Regions from separate parts of the Mus musculus genome. Here regions 2, 3 and 4 are each linked to region 1. Evidence: chromatin contacts called from public HiChIP or PLAC-seq and promoter capture Hi-C data. All regions are on one chromosome and are shown on one strand. Each heading gives the region's core, a stretch centred on a gene start, on an enhancer-like site or on the middle of the called end of the contact. The rest is flanking DNA. Distances are from core to core; before and after follow the strand shown.

Region 1 (2,904 bases), core at 237-2,736:
TGCGCACGCGGCCCGCAGCTCATCCTCCGCCACGTAGGGCAGCAAGCGGCCGCGCAGCGCTGGGGGCGCGACACAGCGCAGGTCGCGGTAGGGCGCGCGCTCCGGGCGGCCGGCCAGCCAGGCGCGCAGCGGCAATAGGCGGCAGTCGCAGCGCCAGGGGTTGGCGCCCAGGTGTGCTGCGCGCAGAGCAGGCAACGCGTCCAGAAGCCCGGGCGGCAGCGCCGTCAGGTTGTTGCCGGTCAGCACCAATTCGGTGGTGTCGGGAGGGAAGGCAGCCGGCAGCGACGCCCAGGTCAGCCCGCGGCGCCCACAGTCCACGAGCGTCCCTGCGCAGCTGCATGGCGCGGGGCAGCCAGAGGCTGGGCGGCTGAGCAGCGCTAGCAACAGAAGCAGCAGGCTCAGCGCCCCACGGGGCCCTGAAAGAGAAGCACTAGGATGAGGCGGGAGCATCCTTGGGACCGTCGGCGCTGCTCCCGCCAGCTCCTAGGACCAGCATCCCACGAGTCCGCAGGTCCCTCCACCCCGGCCACTCTGGGCGCTGGCTCGAGTTTCCATCCACCTCTGATCCAAGACTTTGCCTATTGATGCCCAAACTAGAACACCTCCTGACCGTGGCTCTTCCTAGAAAGCTGCAGACCCGACCCCAGAACTCACGGGAGCCCATGGCGAGAGGATGGTGGCCTACTTCGTTCTGGAGAGGCGTTGGCCCGAGAGCCTGCCTGAGTCTACAGCAACAGACCACAATTCTGCCGCCTGGCCAGAAATAACTCCGAGCCGGCGCGCAAGGGCGTTGCGAAGGCAGATAGGGTACTATCGCCTGGGGCCGCAGGCAGCCCGGGCTTCCGTCCCCCCGCCCGCTCCCAGGGGCTCATGGAACACTCGGACACTCGGTGCGACGTTCACCAACTTTGTTCTCCTGTCACCAGGACAGGACGCGGCATTCACAACTGAACAAAACGGAGCATGGGGTGTGTGGGGAGGAATCATGCGGGTGGAGATATGGAGGAGGCCAAGGGCTGGAATCCTTGTGCAACAGAGTTGCTGGGAAGAAAAGACCTTGACCTATGGGTGGACGAAAGTAGTCTAGGCATAGGGACACCCCGTCTCTACCGCCCTTGGAGTCCTTCAGGTAGACTCAGGAAGGGGCGCGAGCGGTCTAGAGCATCGCGGCCCCGCCTTCCTCCCAGAAGCCTCTAGATCTGGGGTCTTCCTAAAGGCCTTAGCCTCCAAACCCCGCCGCCTCCGATCCTGAACAGAGCATGATTAGGGAGTAAGGGAGGAACCGGCCTACTTCCGCGCTCAGTAGGCCATTAGCAAATGCTTCGTAGCCCACTGGAATCGGCAGAGGGGGGCCTCCCAACTCCACTCTGCAGCACTAGCTTGGGTAATAGGCCCAAGATCCTGCATCCACGTCCCTCCTCTACCCTGGTTTATTGGCCCGCTGGGGGGCAGTGATCTTCTAGGAAGGGAGATCTTGGAGGTTGTGCACATCTTGTTCCCTTATGATAGGCGGGGAGGTGCGGGGTGGGGCGGGGGCAGGAGGTTGGGGAGGGGCTGTGATTCAGAGCACTCGGAAGCAGATACAAATGACCGGGAAGGGTGGACGCCGAGAATAAATTAGGGTCATCTGGGGGCTGTGGCTCTGTGGCTCCAGGTCTGAACAGTCTGGTCAAAGCCACTTTGGATTAGGGTGAGGTCCAGGCCTTCTGAGATCCAGATGAACCCAGGGTGGAATCCAGGACAGTCTGGGATCCAGGGGTAGGAGGGGCCAGCCCGGAAACCGGCCGTCTATCCTTGTCGACGACGTGGGGCTGGGGCGGGTGTCACTGGTCTTGCATTTGCTGCTTCATCTTCTGCAACATCTCCTGCATGCGCCTTAGCTGGTGGTGGGGGCGACCCAAGTCAGAGTGAGAAAAGGCAGGAGAGCTGTAGCTCTGCCCTCTGCTTCTCCTCCCTACCCTGTTCACAATCTCGGCCCTACTCCTGATATCCACCCACCTCTTCATCCTTCATCCTGATGAGCTTCTCGGTCTCCGCATCCGGTGTGGGTAGTGGGAGGATAGGAATGGGGCTCTCCATGCGGCTGTCCTGGGTGAGTTTGCTGTGGAATGAGAGGGCTGTGCTTGTTGGGAGGTTCGGGTTAGGAGGGTGGGAGCCGCCTGGCCTGCTACTGGTGCGGGTGGCCCACCTGGTCATCTGCTGGATGCAGTGGGCACGGTAGTTCTCATAGTGCACGTCGCACGTCACATCTTTGAGGTCGTGCATGTGAGTGCGGATGAGCATGTTGCGGAGCTTCACAAAGTCGCAGTGCGCCTGATTCTCCACTGTGGGCAGGATCGACGATGAGTCGGTGTCAGTCTAGGGGAGCCACCCACCCCTCACCCAGCCTCCTGCCTCATCTCACCTTCGACGATCCCCCAGGGGTACAGTCGCCCCCGGACCCGCTGCCCCTTGGCCTCCACCACAGTGTTGCTGCCAATAACGGCGAAGGGTGCACTTTCCTGGGGAAGGGGAGCAAGGACCCAGCCCAGCCTAGTCTGTAAGAGCAGCTGGCTCAGAGGCCATTCCAGCACTGCCATCATCCCCCTCCCATGGCATGGTCCCTCTGTGGGTGTCTTTGCTACCCACAAAAGCCACAAAGCCTGTGGGGCTAAAGGCCTTGGGGTTTCTGCCACAACGCCAGGCACTTCTCTGGCACTGGATGCTTCCAGGAGCTTCCTCCACGGTTCAAGTCAAAGCCAAGACCATGCTTACTGGTAGATGGCGCTGCCATCTGCTTCTGGCCCAAAGGCCCTAGTTCCTGGCTTAGCTCTCTGTCACAACCTCTCTGGCCTCTGGGGTATTCAAAGCCACCACCCTCTGGAGCTCTCTATCTCGGATACTAGAACTTGCCACATCTCTGGG
Region 2 (2,904 bases), core at 268-2,767, 240 kb before region 1:
CTGAGGAGCAGTGTGACAGGGAGTGGAGCAGTCATGAGGCTGAAAATAAGGCTTCACCTGCTGCTTGCTGAAGGGTTTCAGAGCGGTTTAGTGTTTCTGAAGACCGCAAGGCCAGGCCCCTGGCCCGCACCAGGTACTCGGGAACCCAAGACAGGAGAATCACTTGATACCAGAAGTTTAAGACCAGCTTGTGCAAAATAGTAAGCCCCTAACTTTTAAACAGGTGAAAACAAAAACATTCCTTAAGTGAGAAAGGAATAGTGTTGTGCTTTTAAAAAGCCATTAGCTCTTCCTTTTCATAAAAGCATCTAAGAGAGCCCGGCGGTGGTGGCGCACGCCTTTAATCCCAGCACTCGGGAGGCAGAGGCAGGTGGATTTCTGAGTTCGAGGCCAGCCTGGTCTACAAAGTGAGTTCCAGGACAGCCAGGGCTATACAGACAAACCCTGTCTCGAAAAACCAAAAAAAAAAAAAAAAAAAAAAAAAAAAAAAGCATCTAAGAGGAAGAAGGCAGGCGTTGACTTTTGTTGATGAGCAGTGTCCACACTCACCAAGCCTAGCAGGGACCAGGCCGACTGTTTCCTGAACCGTGCAGGGGACACAGCACACCTGGGAGACCAGAAGACATGTGACCTTGATAAGACTTGTAAAATGCTGAGAGACATGTCCACTCTTGCAGTGGCTTCTGCTGTGGTTTGAATGTGGCTTGTTTCCTCCAGACCGCTGGCTGAAATTTAATTTCACTTTATAAGATAATAAGAATGGTCCGGAAGGAGGCTTTAGGAAGTGATTAGGGCTCTGCCCTCCTGAATAGATTAACCTGGTTTTTTATGTTTGGTTGTTTTTTTTTTTTTTTAAATTTGTTAATGGTTATCCAAGAGTGGATCTGTTGTACAGGGTGGTGACCTAGGTCTCCTGTGCTCTGTTTCTCCAGCATGTGACACCCTGGACCACCTTGCAACCCTGCTGGCAAGACCACACTTCAATACAGCCTCGTGACCTTAGACTAAAATCATAAGCTTTTCCTCTCTAACCTCCTTGGGTGTGGCACTGTTACTAACAGTAGAAACAGGTACAGACAGCTTTCTGGACAGGAAGCTCACCCCAACCCAGGTTCTGACCATAATCCTGACAAGCCCCCATGAGGCTTGCCTCCAGCAGTTTCTGGTCTTGTCTCTGTGGTTGAAACTTCTGTTCTGCTCTGGGAGTTTCTCTCTGCCTTTTTGCTTGCCTGGCCTTTTGGTCATCTTTGTCATTTTCTGCCTGTTTGCAGCTTGAGTTTGCTTTCTACCCCACCAGGCTTGAGTTTCTGCTACTGCTATCTGTTCCTCTCTGCAATCAACTGCCTTTGGTGTGGTTTTGTAAAAGACATTTATGATGCTTCCTTTTCTTTGTGGCCAGTTCCCAATTCATTGAACATCATCTTTAACCTTTGGCAGGGGTTGGGGGAGGGAGGGTCATAGCTTTAGTCCTTCCCCTCTGTGCAGATAAATGCAGTCATGTGACTCAGCGGGAGGCAGCTTTCCCAGGCCTCTCACAGCAGAGAATCCCCAGACCTGGCTAGCGGTGTAGTTCAGTGGCAAGGTCCCTGCACACACAGTCCTTGGGTTCAGTCATCAGGACTGCAGGCTCTGCATGCCTGTAATTCCAGTACTGTCAGGCCATACAGGAGTTCAGGGTCAACCGTGGCTACATCTTGAGCCTGGGGTACATAGAGGGGTCCTGTCTCAAATGATGACAGCCTCAGGAACAGGAAGTGCTGATGATTCAGGGGTCCTTTTGGAAAGAGTGGAGATGGGACACACAGGAGAATGATCCTGTCTCAGATCTCCACCCCCTCCAGAGAAGGATCTCCAAATCCCAGAGCCTCTGAGGGGTGTGGAGTTGAGAAGCCAGGCAGCACTGAAGGGCTAGAAGTCTACACTGGGTGAGGTGCGTGCGTGCGTGCGTGTGTGTGTGTGTGTGTGTGTGTGTATGTGTACATACACACAATTGATACACACACACACACACACACACACACACACATATATATATATATATATATATATATATATATATTCATTCTAAAAAAATGATTAAACAAAAAGAATTAAAAGGCAGGAAGAGTTTGAAAGTTAAAGTTTGTTCCAAGAGGACTTTTTTATTAGAGTGAAAAAACAAAACAAAACAAAACAAAACACCCAACCCAGGGCAGGAAAGCCATAATCCTCAGCAATTGCCAGTAGGAGGGGAAAGGAGACAGCAAGGAGGAAGAAAATGATGCGGTGTTAGTTTAGAGGGCATAGCAGTAAGCACATGGCAGACAAGCTGCCTCATAGTGGGGAGGAGAGCTTTAGAGAAAGAGTAAGGAAGCCCAAAGAGTAAGAAAACAGCAACAGAAACAAACAAACCTTAGGTTCTAGCTAGTGGCTGAAGGAGACAGAAGTAGAAGAGAAGAGAAAGTTACAGCTTTTTCAGTCAGGGCTCAGAAAGGTGCAAAGATCCATGGACCCTTAGGACAGCCCAAGGGGAGCATGTGGGAGCAGGGATTCTAAGAAGGGCAGCATCTCATTAAAGGAGTCATTACTGCACTTGTCTCCCTAGTGTGGGAGCCCTTAAGGTGAGCCCACCTTTCTAGGGCTGATCCCTTAGCCAAGTAACTGACTGATTGGACTGAAGTAATCCTCTTATGTTTTAGATAGTTTGGAACTTCATCAGGTTGACAGCTGGGTTAAAGATTACATCCTGTTGGCCAGAGTGAACCAGTATTCCCTTACAAGACGTCTGTGTTGCTTGCTTCTCTGAATTGTTTACCAGGAGGTCATGCCAGGGACAGTATTTCTCCTGAGAGTCACCTGGATGTAGACAGGCCACTGTTACAAAGGAATGGTGACCTGCATCCCCCAGGGCTCAGCTCTGAGTGC
Region 3 (2,904 bases), core at 228-2,727, 150 kb before region 1:
CACAAACCCCATTTCCAAATAAACTCAACTTCCAAGTTCTAAGCAGGTTATTTTTTCCCCTTTGGTGGGGGGACTCTGTCTAACCTGCGCTGGCATATTCCCGCCTTGAGTGTTTTGAGTGTGGAACATCACTAGTTACCAGGAGGAGCCACCACAGAAACATGTATATGGGATGGGGGCCATCCTGGTAGGAGACATAAGCTGGGGTAACTGAAGGTTCTGGTTGGAAGCAAAGCAGGCCAGGCAAGAGCATCTGGCACCTATGCCTTCCAGGTGGCTGCTCTGCCTTGGTTCCCTTTGGAACTCACTTTGGAAAGTGTAGAGAAGAATCTGGGGAGACGGAGCCAGTGGTTGAGTCTAATAGGTCCCAGTAGAACTCTTGCTAGGTCAGCATGGCTCTTGGACTCTTTGGTGTACCAGAGGGGTCCCCTACAACTGTCAGAATGCTCAGATATGAGCCGTGGCCACTGTACACGATACCATCAGGCCCTGTGTTTTAAGTTCAGGAACATGTGACTCTCTAAGAGGTGCCTGATTCTCACTGCTGCCAGGTACCAGGCCTCAGAGATGTCAGTTCCAAGGAGGACTGCATGAAAAGTACCACAGAGCTTTCTGCCCAGCACTGCTCCCTCCTGGTCATTTCACCATCTAAACTTCTTTTTATGTGTGGACCTCATGTGTGCCTGGTGCACATGGAAGCCAGAAGAGGGCGTCAGGTGCCCTGGAACTGAAGTTACAAAGAATTGTTAGCTTTTATATGGATGCTGAAACCCAGGTCTTGTGGAAGGGCAGCCAGTGCTCTTCACCACTGAGCCACCTCTCCAGCACTTTACACCACTATCTAATTAAGGCTCAGGCCACAAACCTGGGCAGTGTGGTTGCTTGTTCTCCAACTATAGGCCTCATCTCTGTTTTGTGAGCACTGTACCCTGAGATAGCACCTGTGTTGTCTCAGAAGAGAGACATCGAGTGTGTCTCAGTCTAGCACACAGTGCTGGGTTGCCACCAGCATGTGGCACAGGAAAGCCTTCTTTATTTTAAAATTTCAATACACAGTTTAAAAGATGAATGTAAGCATGAAGTTAATACCCCTTCATTCAGGTCAGGCCAGCAGCTAGAGAGCCTAGGGTGAAGTAGTGGTGTTGTCTAATGGGGTAAGGTGTGCTGTGTGGGGATGTTTCCTGGGTTACTCAGGCCGGATGGAATGTGCTGGCTGGAAGTGTAGTTTATCTCTGTAGATCTCTACTCATTTCTGGAATGCCAAACAGCATCTGCATTTCCTGCTACAGAGGCGATTGGCAGTGGGGGTCTGAGCTGCTGCAAGCAGGAATACCCGAGGCGATGTGCGCCCTGAGACAAAGTGGTCTCCTGCAGAATGACACTGATTTGGGATTTGTCATGGACTATGACATGCATGTCAAGCTGTGTGTCAGGAGCACGTGACATGCTTGGGGCCATATGAACCAGACCCCGAGTCACGGGGAACCATGGGCGGGATCTCTTTGGAGCTCTGTCATGGGACCAGCACTCTGAGATCATCAGTGTGGCTTATTCAGAGAAGAGCCTGTGCAAGTGAGCGTAGTGGGGCTGAGCCCGGCTGCTTTCCCTCCTCTAGAGAAAGGGTAGATAAGCAGACCCACAGGCCCTGGGATTCTCACTGTGGGGAATCAGCCTTGCGTGCTGAAGGCTTTTGAGGTTGGCACAGCCTGACAGCTCATGTCCATGTCTTTGAAGCCTGTGGCATGGTGTTGTGAGTCTTCAACCACCTGCTAGGAGGGCGATGGGTGGTGGTGTGGTATCTGCACAGGCTGTCTGCAGTATAATGCTGTTGTACTCTTCCCTCAGGGGCGGCCTGAGCTGACGCCCACAGCTATCAAGGCAGGAAAGCTTCTGGCTCAGCGGCTCTTTGGGAAATCCTCAACCTTAATGGATTACAGCAATGTGAGTTCCTTTAAAGGACCCAGGTCAAGCTAGGAAAGGCTTGGCTGGTTCTTCTGGGGTAAGGGGTGTTTGCATCTATGTGCCTGCATGTACGTGGATACATGCATGCACACATGGGTATGTGCATGTATGTATGTGCACACCGATGTGAATACCTGCGTGCACATGAGCAGGAGGATACAGTCTTTAGGGCCATGTGAACCAGACCCTGAGTCGCTGGGAAGTATGGCCGAATCTCTTTTGAGCTCTATCATGGGACCAGCACATCAGTGGGTTCAGAGAAAGCCTGTGTCCGTGAGCTATCCCTGGCAGCTCATTCCCTCTTCTAGAAAAAGGAATGTATGTAGTTTAGCTCCTGGTCCAGCCCAGGAACAATGAGTGGCCACCTGCTGTGCTCATGTGTGGCTGGGTCCCTGGCCTCAGATTACTGCTCAAGTGTCACTCAGGGGACGCATTTTCAGTTTGGGAGAGGGGGGTGGGGGGACCACACACACACACACACACACACACACAAAGCACATCTGATTCCAGACCTACTTTCCAGGTTCCCACAACTGTCTTTACACCACTGGAGTATGGCTGTGTGGGGCTGTCTGAGGAGGAGGCTGTGGCTCTCCATGGCCAGGAGCATGTAGAGGTAGGGAACTCTCCTCCACAGAACCCCTCTATAGATTGGAGGTCTGGTAAACAGGGGCTACTTCTGGAGGCTGCTCTTGTCAGGGCATAGTGTGGGGCCCCACAGGACAGGAGTGTTGGGGAGCAGCCCCAGAAACAAGGGAAGCCTCCGGCAGCTTTAGTGTGTGCCTAAGTTTCGCTTCTCTGGTCCCACTGAATGTCCCCTGCTGCCCTGGTGTCCACCTGGGTCTCTGACTGCTGCCTTCCTCTGAAGTCTTATGATCTGGTAGCCTCCAACACCCCGCCCCCAGCTACACTGTATGTACTACAACGCCCCGCCCCCAGCTA
Region 4 (2,904 bases), core at 183-2,682, 150 kb after region 1:
TGAGTTTACATCTACTGAGCAGGGAGAAGGGTCTGCAGAAAAGCAGGGGTCTCTAGAAGATAGAAGGCAGCAGTTAATATATGATAGCTGGAAGAGGTACCAGGGAGGACAAGAAAGGGTGTGTATGTGAGGCTCTCCCGCCGTCTTCTAAGAACAGTTTGTTGTAGGGTGAAGTAGGCAATGACCTGGCCCCATAGACCTCTAGCTCAGAGCCATCTCCAGAAGGAAGCAGGGACCCATAAAAGGGAGAGATTTACCAAAATCTCCACATCTGTGGCTGGCCTCAACAATGTCATCCTTTCCCTATAGAGGCCCTGAGTTCTTTTGAGCAGAGGAAACAACAAAACAAAACCCCCAAACAGAACAACAACAGAAGACAACAAAGCCCAGCTGGAGTCCAGGGTTAGCTGGAAACAAAGGGAGCAGGGAGGAGTGTTCACTGGAAAGAGGCTGGCGCCCTAGTTTGGTTGTGGGCTGTGGGGCCTGGTGCCCCCACCTGAGCCTCAGGGACCCAGTGTGTCTAACCCAGTGGACCTTTCAAGAAATGGCTGGGCCATTGTGCAGAAGAATGCCCGGAAATCCCGCGGCTCCCTCCTCCACCGAGGATGGGGGCTCTTCCTCCTGGCCAGGAAACTCCAAGTTGGCTTCCGGAGGGTGGCCTGGGGGCTGGGGTGGCAAAGCACCACAACTATTTGTAGGATGGCAAGGCATAGCCTTTCTATGTCCCATCGTGTCTCTGCTGTCCCAGGATTCCAGTATGCTGTGTTAGGATCACAGCCTATCTGCTGGAGAAGACTGGACGTCGGAGAACCCTCAGGGGTTGCGCAGCATCCCAGAGGAGAGCACAGGCCCTTGCAGTGTTCACTTTGTGTCAGACCAGTGGTTCCAGGGAAGGAGTGAGAACTGTAGGCGGTGGTTGGGTAGGATCATGAATGAGGTTATAATTAAGGGCAAGCCCAACACAGGCTTGCCGAGCATCTCCGCTTGGTGTGCCAAGGGAAAAACGGCGGGCGTAGAGGTTTGTTTCACCTGTGCACGGGGGCTCAGAGAACCTCCAGGCCAAGCAGTCTGCAGAGAGGAGTTGGAATGATCCGGGATGTAGCAGGTGGAGCTGGTGAGTGTAGGTTAGGGGTCATGCTGCTAACAGTGGAGACAGGGGCGCACAGATCTCCTGTGTACCTGCCAAGATCAGCCCCTACTAGGACAGAAACTGGTAGGGTCTCAGACTGCGGTTCTGCAGGGTGCGGTTCGGGTGAGCAGGACTAGTCCTGCTCGCCCGTGGTTTCAGTAACTGTAGCTGTCAGGGGGTCCGCGATTGGCTGTGGGCCGAAGGTCTGCTCATGGATTGGTTGAGCTAACTCGGGGGGCTGCGCCCTGGGGGCAGAGTCCGCCCCCGAGACTTCAAATAGGACAACAGGTTACTTCAGAACCCAGTTGGTGTAGTTAAAACCTCCTCTTCTGCTCCAGGACTGGAGGCTCCAGAGCAGAGGCACCAGAATCAATTCCCAGCTCCCAGCCTAAGCAGCGCAGAGAGCACCCGGAGGCCCCAAGGGCCGTCGGGTGAGCATTCAGTCTTTAGCCATGGGGTCTGCAGCGTTGGAAATTCTGGGTCTGGTGCTGTGTCTGGTAGGATGGGTGGGCTTGATCCTGGCGTGTGGGCTGCCCATGTGGCAGGTGACTGCCTTCCTGGACCACAACATCGTGACGGCGCAGACGACTTGGAAGGGGCTGTGGATGTCGTGCGTGGTGCAGAGTACCGGGCACATGCAGTGCAAGGTGTATGAATCTGTGCTGGCGCTGAGTGCGGAGGTGCAGGCAGCTCGGGCACTCACCGTGGGCGCTGTGCTGCTGGCGCTGGTGGCACTCTTTGTTACCTTGACCGGCGCTCAGTGCACCACCTGCGTGGCCCCGGGCCCAGTTAAGGCACGGGTAGCACTCACGGGAGGAGCGCTTTACGCGGTGTGCGGGCTGCTGGCACTCGTGCCGCTCTGCTGGTTCGCCAACATCGTTGTCCGCGAGTTCTATGATCCGACGGTGCCGGTGTCACAGAAGTACGAGCTGGGCGCGGCGCTGTACATCGGCTGGGCGGCCTCCGCACTGCTCATGTGCGGTGGCGGCCTCGTGTGTTGCGGCGCCTGGGTCTGCACCGGGCGCCCTGAGTTCAGCTTCCCGGTCAAGTACTCTGCGCCGCGGCGGCCCACGGCCAATGGCGATTACGACAAGAAGAACTATGTCTAAGGGCGGGAGGCATGGCGGGGCTCTTCCCGCAGCTAAGCCCGCGATGGGAAAGACCGATGCGGGAAGCCGTGTGTGGATGACGACCACCGCTGGGTTGCGCAGCGCAAGTCATGCTGGGTTCGGGCCAGACTTGCCCGCTCTCAGAGTCCGTTGACCATCACTAGCCGGGCCCTGCTCAGAACAGACTACAGGCACTTTTAAGAACTTGACCGACCTTTTCTTCTATGCGCAGTTGGCCACGACGTGGGTGGAACGCTCAGATTTCATCGGTGAAGTAGGCACCAAACTGCCGCGAACAGTTCCTACTGAGATCCTGGGGGCACTAGATGCTGCCTTAATGTCCAGTGGCACCTGCTAACCTGAAAGGGCAGCTGGAGAAACCCCGGGGCTGCCAGAGGGACGTGTTAAAAAGGGCATTTTCTTTGTTAGTGGAGAAGAACCTACTGAACCAAAGGACTTAGCCTGGACCTGGTCTCACTCCAGCACTCCCCCAAGGTGGGGGCCCTGTAGGTACCAGAGCCTTAGAGGGGTTGCCTTCCTCCTGGAAGCTTGGGGCTTGGGGGGTGGGCCGGGCAAGAATTTGCTCAGTAAATGGTTTGAACACTTTCAACTGTGTCCTGTCCTCTGTCCAGAGACTCCTTGTGCCCAGCTCCCTATTCATCTACC

The links. Promoter capture Hi-C pulls out the DNA fragments that hold promoters and counts their contacts. HiChIP or PLAC-seq counts read pairs in DNA pulled down with a chosen protein or histone mark.
Region 2: a contact with region 1 is called in a promoter capture Hi-C map of cranial neural crest. The contact joins the enhancer-like site here to the promoter of Gp1bb in region 1. A contact is called at or near these places in 10 of 39 promoter capture datasets (3T3-L1-derived adipocytes, cranial neural crest, embryonic stem cells and 6 more), 1 of 484 Hi-C or Micro-C datasets (bone marrow-derived macrophages), 8 of 115 datasets of contacts at active chromatin or transcription factors (craniofacial prominence, embryonic basal ganglia, embryonic hindbrain and 5 more) and 5 of 9 other capture datasets (adipose tissue, embryonic stem cells, liver and 2 more).
Region 3: a promoter capture Hi-C map of trophoblast stem cells shows a contact between it and region 1, with 4 times the contacts expected there. The contact joins the enhancer-like site here to the promoter of Gp1bb in region 1. A contact is called at or near these places in 25 of 39 promoter capture datasets (the 3T3-L1 cell line, 3T3-L1-derived adipocytes, the C10 cell line and 14 more), 4 of 15 datasets of contacts at CTCF or cohesin (the NIH/3T3 cell line, embryonic stem cells and pro-B cells), 15 of 484 Hi-C or Micro-C datasets (the BV-2 cell line, the HL-1 cell line, the N1E-115 cell line and 7 more), 22 of 115 datasets of contacts at active chromatin or transcription factors (T-cell acute lymphoblastic leukemia, craniofacial prominence, embryonic basal ganglia and 11 more) and 4 of 9 other capture datasets (adipose tissue, embryonic stem cells, liver and 1 more).
Region 4: an H3K4me3 HiChIP or PLAC-seq map of forebrain shows a contact between it and region 1, with 3 times the contacts expected there. The contact joins the promoter of Cldn5 here to the promoter of Gp1bb in region 1. A contact is called at or near these places in 11 of 39 promoter capture datasets (the HPC-7 cell line, the SN4741 cell line, cranial neural crest and 5 more), 15 of 484 Hi-C or Micro-C datasets (B cells, LSK cells, colorectal tumor organoids and 2 more), 12 of 115 datasets of contacts at active chromatin or transcription factors (bone marrow-derived macrophages, embryonic forebrain, embryonic limb bud and 6 more) and 5 of 9 other capture datasets (adipose tissue, embryonic stem cells, liver and 2 more).

Annotation. Positions count from the first base shown.
Region 1 is chr16:18,620,917-18,623,820 of GRCm38.p6, forward strand. It overlaps Gp1bb (glycoprotein Ib, beta polypeptide), which reads right to left and starts at 1,487. Exons shown (of 2, transcript NM_010327.2): 1 at 655-1,487; 2 at 1-416. The coding sequence starts at 664. It overlaps Septin5 (septin 5), which reads right to left. Exons shown (of 12, transcript NM_213614.2): 9 at 2,405-2,501; 10 at 2,189-2,324; 11 at 1,999-2,101; 12 at 895-1,880. The coding sequence ends at 1,824.
Region 2 is chr16:18,375,909-18,378,812 of GRCm38.p6, forward strand. All of the region lies in intron 2 of Arvcf (armadillo repeat gene deleted in velocardiofacial syndrome), which reads left to right. Among named protein-coding and RNA genes, the nearest start is that of Arvcf, 29 kb to the left of the region's middle. Within about 2 kb of position 1,518, at least 42 of the 459 cell types and tissues checked have an H3K27ac peak or open chromatin away from gene starts, as enhancers often do.
Region 3 is chr16:18,470,309-18,473,212 of GRCm38.p6, forward strand. It overlaps Txnrd2 (thioredoxin reductase 2), which reads left to right. Exons shown (of 18, transcript NM_013711.3): 13 at 1,846-1,941; 14 at 2,486-2,578. Among named protein-coding and RNA genes, the nearest start is that of Gnb1l, 27 kb to the right of the region's middle. Within about 2 kb of position 1,478, at least 36 of the 459 cell types and tissues checked have an H3K27ac peak or open chromatin away from gene starts, as enhancers often do. A contact at or near this core is called in trophoblast stem cells, where this site is marked.
Region 4 is chr16:18,775,415-18,778,318 of GRCm38.p6, forward strand. Cldn5 (claudin 5) reads left to right here and starts at 1,433. Exons shown (of 1, transcript NM_013805.4): 1 at 1,433-2,848. The coding sequence starts at 1,582. The coding sequence ends at 2,238.